Regions from separate parts of the Mus musculus genome. Here regions 2, 3 and 4 are each linked to region 1. Evidence: chromatin contacts called from public HiChIP or PLAC-seq and promoter capture Hi-C data. All regions are on one chromosome and are shown on one strand. The core of a region is the stretch at or near the end of the contact, and the rest is flanking DNA. Distances in the headings are between cores, read along the strand shown.

Region 1 (3,048 bases), core at 141-2,640:
AGCTCCTGGGTGCTGGGATCGGAAGGCATGCACTAGCATAGTGAGTCCATGAAGTGCTGCAGCCGGAACTCAGGGTTCCCAGCACGCTAGGCAAGCACTCTGCTAACTGAGCTGCACCCTAGGCTCCCAAATTCAGTGTTTGGATGTGCATGTGTCTGGAAAAGCCTACAACAGAAAGCTAACAGTGCTTCTGTAGAAGGGGGGTGGGGTTAGAACTGATATTTTTCATCTTCCCCATCATCTTCTGTAAGTCATTTTCTATAAGGCTTGTGCAAAAATCAGTATGTTAACAACATATTAATGTGGGAGGGTAAATTTGTGCAGCCACTATAGAAACCAGTATAAAGTAAAAACACAGATCCCACATGGCTCAGCTCTATTACTTGGGTACAGATGCAGAGAACTTTCAGTCAGCACACTACAAAGACACTTGTACATCCACCTCTACTGCTGCACTGGTCCCAACAGCCAGGAAATGGATGTACCGAAGATGAAGAAAAGGAAATACCAACACTCTGCGGGAAATGGATGGAACTTGAAACTGTTATGTTAAAATAAGCCAGACTCTGAAAGACAAATACTGCAAGTTTTCTCTTATACATAGAACCTACACTAAACATTTTTGTATCTACATTTATATATGTGTATATGTAACTCATGAAACTAGAGAGGGATCATTAGAAGGAAGGAAGAGATCTTCACGTAGGGGAAATAGGGTAATGGAATACATGTGATAAGAAAGCAGAAGTTGGGAGTCAGCTGGGGAAGAAGGGGAGCAGCCAGAGGGGGCAGGGACAAGGAAGAGGACAGTGAGTAAAGACTGAGTGAGTGACAAAGCAGAGTGACAGAGTGTAAAATGCTGCAATGCAATGTATTACTGTGTATGCAACCTAAAAATAAGAAACAGAGGACATTAAATGTTTAGAACAGTATTACAATAAGCATCATTCGTTGTAAATTTTAAATCATATACTCTCATTTTAAACATCTCTGTTGAAGGAGAAAGATGGAAAGAGTACACATCTAAAACCTCCACGGTAGGTATTCACCTCTGGATGGCTCCACTGCTTCATTTCCTACTGTCTCTGTGCTCTTTAGAAAGCCCACCTTGAATACCAGGGTGGGGGAAGTGTTCATGCTGCTGGAAAGCAGCAGCCTACACTCATACCATATCCAGAGTCCTTAGCAGCCCTAACAAGCACCTGCCCCACCCTCCCTCCGTCACAGAGTCCCGAGGAGCTGCTGGCAACCTCAAGGCTTAATGGGAGCTCCACTCTGGGTTGGTGCTGACAGGATGCTGAGGTGAGCCTTCTCCACGAATACCAGGCAGCTCTCACTTGATTAAACCACGGGGAATTCCCCGACTGGCCCCTGGAGTGTGGAAACCTCCCTTTAGAGAAGTCATCTGTGGCCAGCTGTTCCCAAGCCTGCAGAAAGGCCAGGGCCAGGGCACAGGCAGATGATAAGATGGGCAATGCTGGGGAAACCCCAGCCAACCTTCAACCCCTACAGCTGGGAACAGAACTCTGGGGGCTCAGAAAAGGGAAGGGAACAGTAACAGGAAATGTCCTTAGGGAATAGGACTGAGCCTCACCAGCTCTCCTTGCTGGAGAGGGGCTTGGCAGCGGGGAAAGGTACTTACTGCTCCTGATGAGTGCTTTCCCCAGATGAAGCAATTCAACACAAAGCAGATGCCGAAAACCACACCAGGATACAGTGTCGCTGTCTGGGAGCAAGAGGAACAGGTTGGGGAGCTGCATCTGGCTTCCCACAGGTCCTTGGGGAGCTGAGGACCAGAGGCTTCCTTTGGGTTTCTGCTTAAGCACAGCTTCTTTTCTGATCCCACACAAGACAGGCCTCCTGTTCTGAGACTTTGCAGAGCCCTGTAACTGCTTTTTCCTTGCTCTCAACCTACTTCCTAATTATAGATGGTGGTCACCTTATAAAGGGTCTACTTAGGATCTTTTGAATTGGCGATGTTCTGCCGGTTAGAGGCCTTCTGTAGCAACCACACTAACTTTGGCGTGTGAGATATACATCCATCTCCGACTCTATCAAACTGAGATGTAATCTCACCGAGACAAGGAGCACCAGCATATGCTTTGCTGCCTGATCAATGTCTGTTTCCCCATTACACTGTAAATCCTGTACTCTGTTGTGTTCTCATCACACAGCACAGCAGCTACTCACTAAGTATTTGCTTCATAAATAAATAAAACGGCCAGAAAATATGTACGTTTAGGCTCCAACTCCAACTGCCTAAAATAATGGTTCAGCTTTAGTAGCTTCTTAAAGATGGCAACTGTGGGCTCTACCTGTACCATCTCACCTCACCCTCACTACAGACAGGTTTAGAAGAGACCCTACTAAAAGATAAGGGCATCTCTCCACTCTAGATCACACTTTATCAAGGGCAGAGCAGAGTTTAGAACCTAGACACCCTCCAAAGCCTGATTTCACGCAATGTAATCTAGTCAGTCTCTCAGGCTAGAGGCCAGGCACAAAAACCCAAGGCCCCAGGCTTACACTTGAGTCTCATCCTTCCACACTGGGATGATCTAGGCATCCAGATAGGTCACTAAGCACAGAGGTCAAGGCCCAAGCTAACACTCAAACTGTGTATTAACTTCTTTGGCTCACTGTCTCCCATCCAATAGCTAGTCACTGCTCTTGTGAGTTCTTGTCCTTGGGCCCTCTTGTGGGTCATCAACATCTTGTGGTATGAGTGTACCAGAGGTTATATGTTGCACCTATCCCCATTGGAGAGATGGAAACCAGAAGTTCAGAGAGGGCTGTTTATGATTATCCATCAAGAAAAGCCACGTCAAGACTAGGATCTAGCCAGACATGGTGGTGGTGCATGTCTTTAATCCCAACACTCAGGAGGCAGAGGCAGGCATGAGTTCCAGGCTAGATTGGTCTACAAAGTGAGTTCCAGGACAGCTATAGCTCTGTTAAACAGAGAAACCCTGTCTCAAAAAAAAAAAAACAAAAAAAAAACACACGCACGCGTGTGCACACACATACACTTAATTAAAATTAAAAAAA
Region 2 (3,048 bases), core at 407-2,906, 120 kb after region 1:
ATGGTCTTAAGCTCTCTATGTAGCAGAGATTAGCCTTGACCTTCTGATCCTCCTGCTTCCAACCTCCCAGGGCTGACGTTGTTGCATGAACCACCCAGCCAGGTTTATGCAGTGACAGGGAGGGTTGGAATGAAAGCCTCTGATATCCTAGGCAAACACTCTCTTATCTCTGGATCACCCCCAGCCCAATGTAGGAAGTTCTCATTATTCACTACTTTTAAAATAAGATGACCTCACTGGGCTTGGGCTTTGAACTTTTAACACTCTGACTTCCACCTCCAGAAGTCTGGGAACACAGACCTAGCAAGGGCGTAGACTCCTGAGTTCGCATTCCAGCCTGCTTCTGCTCACAAGCCAAGTCTGTCTGACCCTTGGGATGCTAAACTTTGTTTCCCTAATCTTCAGCTTCTCCATCTGTAAAATGGGATGATGAAGATTGGTGTCACTGTGAAAAATGACAGGAACTAACGTTTGTCAAGCACTTCAGACTGTAGAGCCCACGTAACAGATAACTAGCCACACAGCAGCTAACAAAAGCCAATGATACACAATCACATGGCAAGCTCAGCGAATGGGTCCTTAGTGTGATTCTGCTCACCTCTGCTAAATCAGGTCAGTTATGGGCTAGTTTATACACACATGGGTTCGGGAATACAAATGTAGTGCCAATATCAACATTGGTATGGTAGGGCACAGGCCACTGGCAGGGGCCACTACTTGCCAACATCAGAATCTTTACAGGACCAGGATAACTCCCTACCACAGGCCTGCTGAGGGTTTTATTGGATTTAAACTGAAAATCCCATATCTTGGGAAACTCCTCAATCCTGAGCAAACGGGGATGGGCAATGTTTCTAACAGAATTGTTTTTAAAACATTTTGAGGGAGGTTTCATATATCCCAGGTTTGTCTTGAACTCATTATGTAGCCAGCGGTGACTCTCTGGTCCTCTTGCTTCTACCTTCTGAATGTAGACATGACAGGTGTGCATCAGGGTATGCAGTGCTGGGGATTGAACCAGGGCTTTGTGCATGGCAGGGGAAGTACTCTACCAGCTGAGCTACACCCCGAGCCTGCAGAAGCCTGCAGTCTTGCTTGCAGCTAGTTCTGACCAAGCCGCCAAAATTTGACTACTAAAATCTAAGCTTGATGGTGAGTGTGTGTGTGTGTGTGTGTGTGTGCACATGCTGTAGGGATGGAACCCAGGGCTTTTCATACAGTGAACATGCATGGTGATGCTGTAGTATTCTCTGATCTCCATCCTCCCTAAAGTCATTTAAGAGGCCACTGGTGTGCTGTTGCATGGTTGGAGCTACAGCTTGGACATGAGGCCACTCTGAGGATGGTGAAGAAGAAGCTGTGACTGGAAGAAAGGCAAATCATGCTTGTAGGAGTTCGGGAGGGGCTGAGGAGAGGAACTGGTGTCCCAGACAGAGCTGATACTCACAAGGAGCTGCAGCAGCTCAAGTCGGCATCATAGGCAAACGTCCCGTCCGTACGACAGCTCTCACCTGGGACCAGCAGACAGGAGAACTGTCAGAGGTGACATGCAGGCTCCAATATCCCAGGCTCCCTGCACCCCTTGGCCTTGGCAGCACCCTGGGATCTAGTTCTGGTCAAGCCCTGACACATAGCTAACCTCAGGCAACTGACCTCCCTAATCCTCGCCTTCCTCAGTGCCAAGGTCCATAGCAGCTGACAAATAAATGAGAGGCAGTGGGAGAGTGTTGGTAAATGTGTGTTTGTGTGCACATGCTGTAGGGATGGAACCTGGGGCTTATGCAATCAAGGGTTGGAATTAAACCCTTCATTGGTCTCCACAAGGCCAGTGACACAGCTGCTGGGGCTGCGCAAACAGAGACCACTCCAGAGCAGGCTGTGGGGGAGGGAATTGATGTAATGTCTGTGAGGGGAGCAGAGAGAGGGGGGGGAGGGGGAGGGGAGGGGAGGGGAGGGGGAGGGGGAGAGATGCAGACAGAAGCTTTGGAACTTAGACACACTGAGCTTGGATTCTGACTCTGACCTACCAACCATGTGACCTGTGACTACTTGAGCCTCAATGCTTACTATCTGTAAAACTAGATTCACGGGACATCAGAGAGGCTCTTCTACCCCCTCCCCCTTTTCTCAATGTAGCCCTGGCTGGACTGGAACTTGCAGTAGATCAGGTTGGTGTTGACCTCAGAGATCTTTTTGCCTCTGCTTCCCAAGTGCTGAGATGAAAGATGTATATCACCACCATGCACAGATCTTTTTTCTTCTTTTTAAAGATAAAGTTTCTCCACTGCAGCTCAGGCTGACCTGAAACTCGGATCCTTCTGCCTCATCGTCCCAAAAGCTTGGGACTATTAACTAATGTGCTTAGGTCTGAGTTTGCACGTGCCATGGTGCCCATGTGGAGGTCGTGGGGGAAACTTTTGAAACTCAGTTGTCAAGGTTGGCAGCAAGCCCCTTTCCCCACTGAGCCAGCTCACCTGCCTGGGGACTGAGCAGTTTTCATTTCTCTGAAGACTACTTCTCTAGCATCTGTGAGGTGTCCACGTCTGTGCTAAGTGAATGTGAAAGGTAAGATGCCATAAAGACTCAAGAAGACTTGGCATCTGGCTATTGTGCTTGGCATATAACTGGCACTCAACAAATGTCCCTGTTAGTCTCACTTTAATTCCAACCCTTGATTGCATACATGGACTAATCTGGAAATGTCAGCCCTAGGAATCTCATGGGGTGAGATGGCTCAGCTAGCCGACAGTACACATGCTGAACTTTCTGCAAAGCAGGGACACCCAAAACAAGAGAGACGTTCAAGTGCCTAAGTTCAAACTCATCCCAAACTTGACAACCTGAGCATCAGGTCATCGCTAAAGAGGTCATCAAGAAGAATGACATTCTATCAAGTGGACCCCTAGACCCGGGGTCCAGCTCAGAACTCCCAAAGGCCTTCATCAGCTCTGACTATCAGGACATGCAGCCTCTCCCAGTGCTTTGTGGGAGTTTAGATACGCACTGCAGCTGGAGAGCCATGGCCGCTTTGGTGTGGATCTGTAGTGG
Region 3 (3,048 bases), core at 277-2,776, 120 kb before region 1:
CTTGTCCTCAGGACAGTCACTCCTGAACATGGTAGATGGCAGAGCCTGCAGGTACTCACTTGAGCTTTAGCTCCCGGGTGAGTTCATTCTGCGTCTGCTCCAGCTCCTGGCGCTCTTTGATGTGTTCTTCTTGGAGGTCGTGGATCTCGGCCTTCACGGCCTGAAGCTTGGAAAAGAGCTAGAGCCGAGAGACACAGCTGAGGAAAGGCTGACCAAGGAAGGCGTGCCCCTCCCCCAGGCTCCCAGCACCCATCTCCTACCTTTTTGAGCTTTTTGGTCTTGATGTCTACCTCCTGCTGCAGTGAGGTGTAAGTCTCTTTCAGTTCCAGGGTCTCCTCATCTCGACTCTCCATTTGCTGCTGGATTTCTCTTTCTCGACGTTTCTGAGCAATACCACAAAATCCATCAGCTTGCCCTAGTGACCATGTCTACACACTATGGGCTGGATGCGCCCAGTCGGCTCTGGCTAGCATGGGCTGACAGCTCCTGTCCGTTCCCTCTGGAGCTGCTCTCATCCCACTGCTGACTGCTCTGTGCCCTGATGTCAGTGCACGCCTTCTTCCCCATACAAGAATGCAAGGTTACCTGCTCTGCGATCTCCTGGCGTTTTTGCTCCAGGATCTTCTGCTGTTCGTTTGTATGATCTACTATATTTTTTCCTCCGACAAGCAGCTTACTCTCCATGGCCTGAGTGAGGAACAAAGCAAAATCCATCCTGTGGTCCATCCTACAACATAACCCCTCACAGGAAGACCTAGAGAACAGGCTTATGCCTGGCTAAGCATAATGGTCCATGCCTGTGGTCCCAACATACATATGACTGTAGCTGGAGGATTGCAAGTTACAGGCCAGCCCAGAGGACATATTGAGACCCTGTCCAAAAACAAAAACAAAAAAACAAAAAACAAAAAACAAAGAACCAAAACCTCCCCAAAAACAAACAAGCAAAAAACAGTCTGGGGCTGGGGAGATGGCTCAGTGGGTAAGAGCACTGACTGCTCTTCCATAAAGGTCCTGAGTTCAAATCCCAGCAACCACATGGTAGCCCTAATAAGATCTAATGCCCTCTTCAGGCACATCTGAAGACAGCTACAGTGTACTTATGTATAATAATAAATAAATCTTTAAAAAAAAAAAAAGTCTGGGGGAAAATACATTTGCCTTGCCCATAGCAGGATGGGACCCCATCTGACAACACTGAAGGTCTGGCAGCTTGAAACATATGTGCTTTTCAGGGTTTGGGCTTTTTAACCAAGTCATTTACTGGGTTGTTCATCCACAGCACTAACCCCACTCTACACAAACTAAACATAGCTGGTGTGCTCCAGACCAGAGATACTGCTGGCAGTGAGGACCGTGAGGCTCGGAGCCCACCTAGGGACATAGACAGGTAAACAGGCTTGGACCAGACGCTCTGGGATGCCCTCAGGAGGGAAGTGTGAGGAACTAAGGGGAGAGGCACACTAAAGGGCAAGGAGTCGAGCTCTCAGAGGAAGTTGGGGACAGCTTCCTGTCTGAAGGGACAGCCACACAAAAAGCTGAAGTAAAAATAAAAATCTACTAAGAAAACACTCCTACCCCCATTGTTAGCCCAGGAGTAGGATGCGGAAGTTGACAAAGCCAAGAGAGGTCGGAGCAAAAGCCTCAGATCCCAGTTAGGAAACCAGGCATGGTCCTGAGAGCCTCAGAAAGCATGGACAGGTATGCCAAACAGGAGTGCACAGCCAGACTGCTTTAGGACCACACCCTTGCAACAGGAGGAATTCCTGGATGAGAGCCACGGCTGAAGCCCTGGTGGGAAGCTGTTGTGCAGCAGGGCATGGGCGAAGGAGCAGGATGAGGCAGGACCAAGAGTCCCTGGGACTGAGGGAGCTGGACAGATGGCTCAGTGGTTAAGAGTACTGACTGCTCTTCCAGAGGTCCTGAGTTCAATTCCCATCAACCATGTGGTGGCTCACAACCATCTGTAATGGGATCTGATGCCCTCTTCTGGTGTGTCTGAAGACAGCCTACAGTGTATTCATATTCATAAAATATAAATAATTCTTTTAAAAAACTCACTGTAGAATATAAGGGTACCAGCAATTTCTTGCATGTACATAGTCTCCTGGAGCCAAGCACAAGAATGGTTGCAGGAAACATGGAAATAGCCCACATTAAGAGGAAAGTGGAGCGAACATCACAGAGTATTTGGAGCAGTGATAGTGATGAACACAACCACACAGCAGGCATCAGTACAGGTTCTTAGGGACAGAAGTTTGGTACGAAAAAGCAAACTGCGGTAGCACCTTAAGTAACAGCCCACGTGAAACTAGACAAGCAAGGGAACAACAAACATTGGCTTCCTGATGACTGCCCTTGTGGCTCAAGTGGCAGTGTTTGTCCCACATGCACTTAGGGCTGTGATACTCAGCACCACATAAAACATGCATGGTGGCACATGCCTGTGTTCATTCTTAGCTACTATCAAGTTCAAGGCTATCCTGGGCTACACAACACCCTACCTTAAAAAAAAAATGCCAGGCATAGTACTCTATTGTTGAGTAGGCTAAAACAGGAGCATTGCTGTGACTCAGGGCCAGCCTGGACTACACAGAAAAACCCTGATTCAAAAAAATAAAGAAATATCAAAAAATTTAAAAATACAGATGTTCAAGCCGGGCGTGGTGGAGCAGTCATAGTGATGAACACAACCACACAGCAGCAATCCCAGTACTCGGGAGGCAGAGGCAGGTGGATTTCTGAGTTCGAGGCCAGCCTGGTCTACAAAGTGAGTTCCAGGACAGCCAGGGCTATACAGAGAAACCCTGTCTCGAAAAAACAAACAAAAACAAAAAAACAAAAACAAAAATACAGATGTTCTTAAAGAGAAAGAGAAAAAGAGAGAAAGAGGGGAGGAGGAAGATGAAGGAGGAGAAGGAAGAAGAGGAGGAGGAGGAGAAGAAGAGGAGCAGGTGGTAGAAAAAGAGTTACCCTATTCCTTAATGGAAGCAATAATGCCTGGGCACTGGTTTTCTTGCTGGTCTTCATAAAGTGCACACATACATG
Region 4 (3,048 bases), core at 240-2,739, 100 kb before region 1:
CTGGGAGAAAGCCCAGCATACAGGCACCAAGGGAGAAGATGTCCACCTCAAGGCCCAGTCATGTGTTTGTGTATGCAGCTACAGACATACTTAAACATACACTAAGGGAGAGACAGACACTGAGGTCCAGGCAGGTTGACTGATTTCCCCATGTCACAATACAAGTGACAGAATTTTCTGTGATAGCAAAGGCTTGACCAATAGATCTTCTTAAATATATATATATTTTTTTAATTTGGGAGATGAGTTTCAGACAGCGTCTTACCATTTAGCCCTGACTGCTTGAACTCACAGAGATCCATCTGCCTCAGCCTCCTGAGTGCTGGATTAAAGATCTGAGCCAAAGCCTTTTTTTTTTAATACTGTGTTCATCTACTTTGTGTGTGCACCCATGGGCGAAGGTCACAGTGCATGTGTGGAGGTAGGAGAACAACTTGCAGGATCTGATTCTCTCTGTTCACTGTGTGTCTGGACTTGAACTCAGGCCATCAGGCACCTTTATCAGCTAAGCCATCGTATCAGCCCTTAACCAAGCTTTCTAAAGGCACTGAATGAAGGGCTTCTGTACCCTCCCCTCTTTCGTGTATATGTAACAGGCAGGACTAAGTGAGTTGAGGGTTAAGTGACTGGGAAAAGAAGCTCAAGGCTCCAGCTTCAGCTGTGTGAGGCCGGCAGCTAGACTACTTCAAAGGATAAGGCTGGCCTGCCTATCTAGCCCAAAGCTGGGTCTGTAGCCTCATCCATCAAATACTGAGAAGATTCACCATTACTCTAAAACAGACAAAGGAGTTTCCCATCTCCTCAAACATCCTTTGAAGTCACTTTTTGGTTGGTTTCTTTGTTGAGATGGGGTCTCTTATAATGCCTGCTAACCTCAAAGGAACTGTGTAACCCCAAACAACTCCTGACCCTTCCGCCTCTACCTCCTGAGTAGCACTCAGGATTATAACCAAGTCCCACTGCACCTGGTTGCTATTTGCATTTCAAACTAGTTACCCAGGCACAGAAGAGAAAGGCCTCGGACAAATGGATGCTGTGGTCACTGCTCCTCTGAAAAACAACAGATGGGGCTGAGGATGCCCCTCAGTGGTGCAGCCTGTGCTTAGCGTGCAAGAGGCTCTGCATCCTAAGGAACAGAGGGAGGGAGGGAGGGAGGGAGGGAGGGAGGGAGGGAGGGAGCAGTAGAAGGCCAGCTCGATGGTTCAGTGGATGGCAGAGTTTGACCCCTGAAACCCATAGAAAGGTAGGAGATGGACTGACTCTACAAAAGTCCTCTGACCTTCACAGGCACACGTGTTCTCATGTACACACACCATGCACACACAAAAATGCACAATCATAATTAATAAATAACTTTCTTAGAGAAAAGTGAATAGTAGGCTGAGCGGTGGACTCCGGATCAGCATCTTTGGGGAAGTATTTGACTCACACAGTCTCTACTTCCCTCTTCTGGGAACTGGGAGGAACAGTTCCTGTACAAAGACTGCTGAAGACCAAATGAAAGCAGGGCTTGCAAGCTTGGCTCAGCAAGCCTTAGCTTAGCTATCGAAACACACTATCAGCTTGCTGGTAGCACAAAGTCTTGGGGGATGGGGGTGTTGTTCTGAGCCAGCTTCGTGTTTTACTGTTGGGGTGACCTCAGGCCTTGGCTGTGTTCTTTGAGCTGTGTGCAGGCACAGCTCCTCCTGCAGCTCCTACACTGTCTTCAGCTCTGGGCCTGGTGAAGGGGGTGAGGAGTGTGTAGGTCTCTTGTCTTCTGGGGTCTAGGTGAGGGGCTTCTTGCCCCTGCATGACCCCTGTCTTCTAGGGTCTTAAGTCAGGTGCTTGTACTTCTTGTCTTTGTAGGATTTTCTCTCCAAAGGTTAAGAAAGGTGACCCCAAAAGTTCGATTTGACAGCTCAGATCTTGACTACACAGATGATGCTAACAACAGTTACTTTAGTGACCTGCAGCTGGGACAGCTCCACCTAGAGATTATCCAGCTGTTTGAACAGCTCCACCCATAATTCACCCAGCTGTCTGGGTGGCTTCACCCTCAGCGCTTTCAGTAGCTCCTCTTTCTCGGCCACTGCTGCACTGCTTTTGGCTTCTGTGGCTTGACCGGAGGGAAATGGAAGGAGACCATAGTTTCACATCTGACCTGGGTGAGTGGATCCTGGTGAAATCCAGACCCTGATTTTTCCAATCTAGGCTTAGACTGTGCATGTTCAAGAAGTGCTTCTGTCATGCGCAGCACACTTAAACCAGCATCAATCTTCCTACCTTAACCCTTAGCAGGTACAGAATACACTAGCAAATAGGACTGATTTCTAGGTATCTACGTGTCCTTACCTGAAGCCTGGGACAACCCACACTCCATGTGGCCACCACTGACTGAGGATGAGACTCAAGAAGGAGCAAAGAAAACACCAGAGCTACTCGGAGTAGTGTGTGCAGTTGTGAGTCCCACAACGCTAACAGGCCTCACTGACCGCCAAATGAACAAAGGCCTTTCCTAGTGCATGGGAAATGAGGCCTGGAGCCCTTGCTTGGATGAGCTACTACGTTCAAGAGTCCTCTAGGAATTTTGGCAGAATACAGCAGCTTTACAAAGCCTTCCCCTGTCTAAAAAGCTCTGAACCTTAAGACCTACTGTTCAGCAGCCAGGAAAGAGGCATTTTGGCAGGGAGAGCATGGCCATCTGAGGTGCTGGGGGTGAGCTGTGTTAGTGAGTATATGCTCTCCCCCAGAGCTGGCTAGATTCCTTCCAACCTCCATCAGCCAAGATCCCCAGGTTAGGACGGCAACTGAAACAGCCAGAGAGAGGTAAGCAGGACCCCATCAGAGCACCCACTTACTACTACTCCACAGACCGGCATCGAGCCAGCCTGGGAAAAGCAGATCTGGATGACTTAGGTGGACAATGTAAGACCCTCCAGGCTGTCTTCCTTCAGCAGGGGCTAAGGCACTGGTAGTACCTTGGGCCTCTTGGAATAATTCAGTTGTTCCTCTCAGGGCCCCTCACCAGAGACCTCTAATCCTTTGAGAGGCAGATGGCACCTCTAAATC

Evidence for each region. HiChIP or PLAC-seq counts read pairs in DNA pulled down with a chosen protein or histone mark. Capture Hi-C pulls out chosen DNA fragments and counts their contacts.
Region 2: an H3K4me3 HiChIP or PLAC-seq map of bone marrow-derived macrophages shows a contact between it and region 1, with 5 times the contacts expected there. The contact joins two enhancer-like sites. A contact is called at or near these places in 2 of 484 Hi-C or Micro-C datasets (the C10 cell line and nephron progenitors), 4 of 115 datasets of contacts at active chromatin or transcription factors (the HPC-7 cell line, bone marrow-derived macrophages and embryonic stem cells) and 4 of 9 other capture datasets (adipose tissue, embryonic stem cells, liver and 1 more).
Region 3: a contact with region 1 is called in a promoter capture Hi-C map of adipose tissue. The contact joins two enhancer-like sites. A contact is called at or near these places in 1 of 484 Hi-C or Micro-C datasets (nephron progenitors), 1 of 115 datasets of contacts at active chromatin or transcription factors (embryonic stem cells) and 4 of 9 other capture datasets (adipose tissue, embryonic stem cells, liver and 1 more).
Region 4: a promoter capture Hi-C map of adipose tissue shows a contact between it and region 1. The contact joins two enhancer-like sites. A contact is called at or near these places in 2 of 39 promoter capture datasets (cranial neural crest and macrophages), 1 of 484 Hi-C or Micro-C datasets (nephron progenitors), 2 of 115 datasets of contacts at active chromatin or transcription factors (CD8 T cells and effector CD8 T cells) and 3 of 9 other capture datasets (adipose tissue, liver and pancreatic islet).

Annotation. Positions count from the first base shown.
Region 1 is chr2:153,197,028-153,200,075 of GRCm38.p6, reverse strand. Tm9sf4 (transmembrane 9 superfamily protein member 4) reads right to left here. Exons shown (of 18, transcript NM_133847.3): 13 at 1,643-1,726. Among named protein-coding and RNA genes, the nearest start is that of Tspyl3, 27 kb to the left of the region's middle. Within about 2 kb of position 1,390, at least 62 of the 459 cell types and tissues checked have an H3K27ac peak or open chromatin away from gene starts, as enhancers often do. A contact at or near this core is called in the HPC-7 cell line, adipose tissue, bone marrow-derived macrophages and 1 more, where this site is marked.
Region 2 is chr2:153,074,864-153,077,911 of GRCm38.p6, reverse strand. Ccm2l (cerebral cavernous malformation 2-like) reads right to left here. Exons shown (of 10, transcript NM_001372363.1): 6 at 3,005-3,048; 7 at 1,448-1,511. Among named protein-coding and RNA genes, the nearest start is that of Ccm2l, 10 kb to the right of the region's middle. Within about 2 kb of position 1,656, at least 29 of the 459 cell types and tissues checked have an H3K27ac peak or open chromatin away from gene starts, as enhancers often do. A contact at or near this core is called in the HPC-7 cell line and bone marrow-derived macrophages, where this site is marked.
Region 3 is chr2:153,317,914-153,320,961 of GRCm38.p6, reverse strand. Kif3b (kinesin family member 3B) reads right to left here. Exons shown (of 9, transcript NM_008444.4): 3 at 586-687; 4 at 261-383; 5 at 60-178. Among named protein-coding and RNA genes, the nearest start is that of 2500004C02Rik, 26 kb to the left of the region's middle. Within about 2 kb of position 1,526, at least 68 of the 459 cell types and tissues checked have an H3K27ac peak or open chromatin away from gene starts, as enhancers often do. A contact at or near this core is called in adipose tissue, where this site is marked.
Region 4 is chr2:153,297,597-153,300,644 of GRCm38.p6, reverse strand. All of the region lies in intron 1 of Kif3b (kinesin family member 3B), which reads right to left. Among named protein-coding and RNA genes, the nearest start is that of Gm39961, 7.7 kb to the right of the region's middle. Within about 2 kb of position 1,489, at least 85 of the 459 cell types and tissues checked have an H3K27ac peak or open chromatin away from gene starts, as enhancers often do. A contact at or near this core is called in adipose tissue and pancreatic islet, where this site is marked.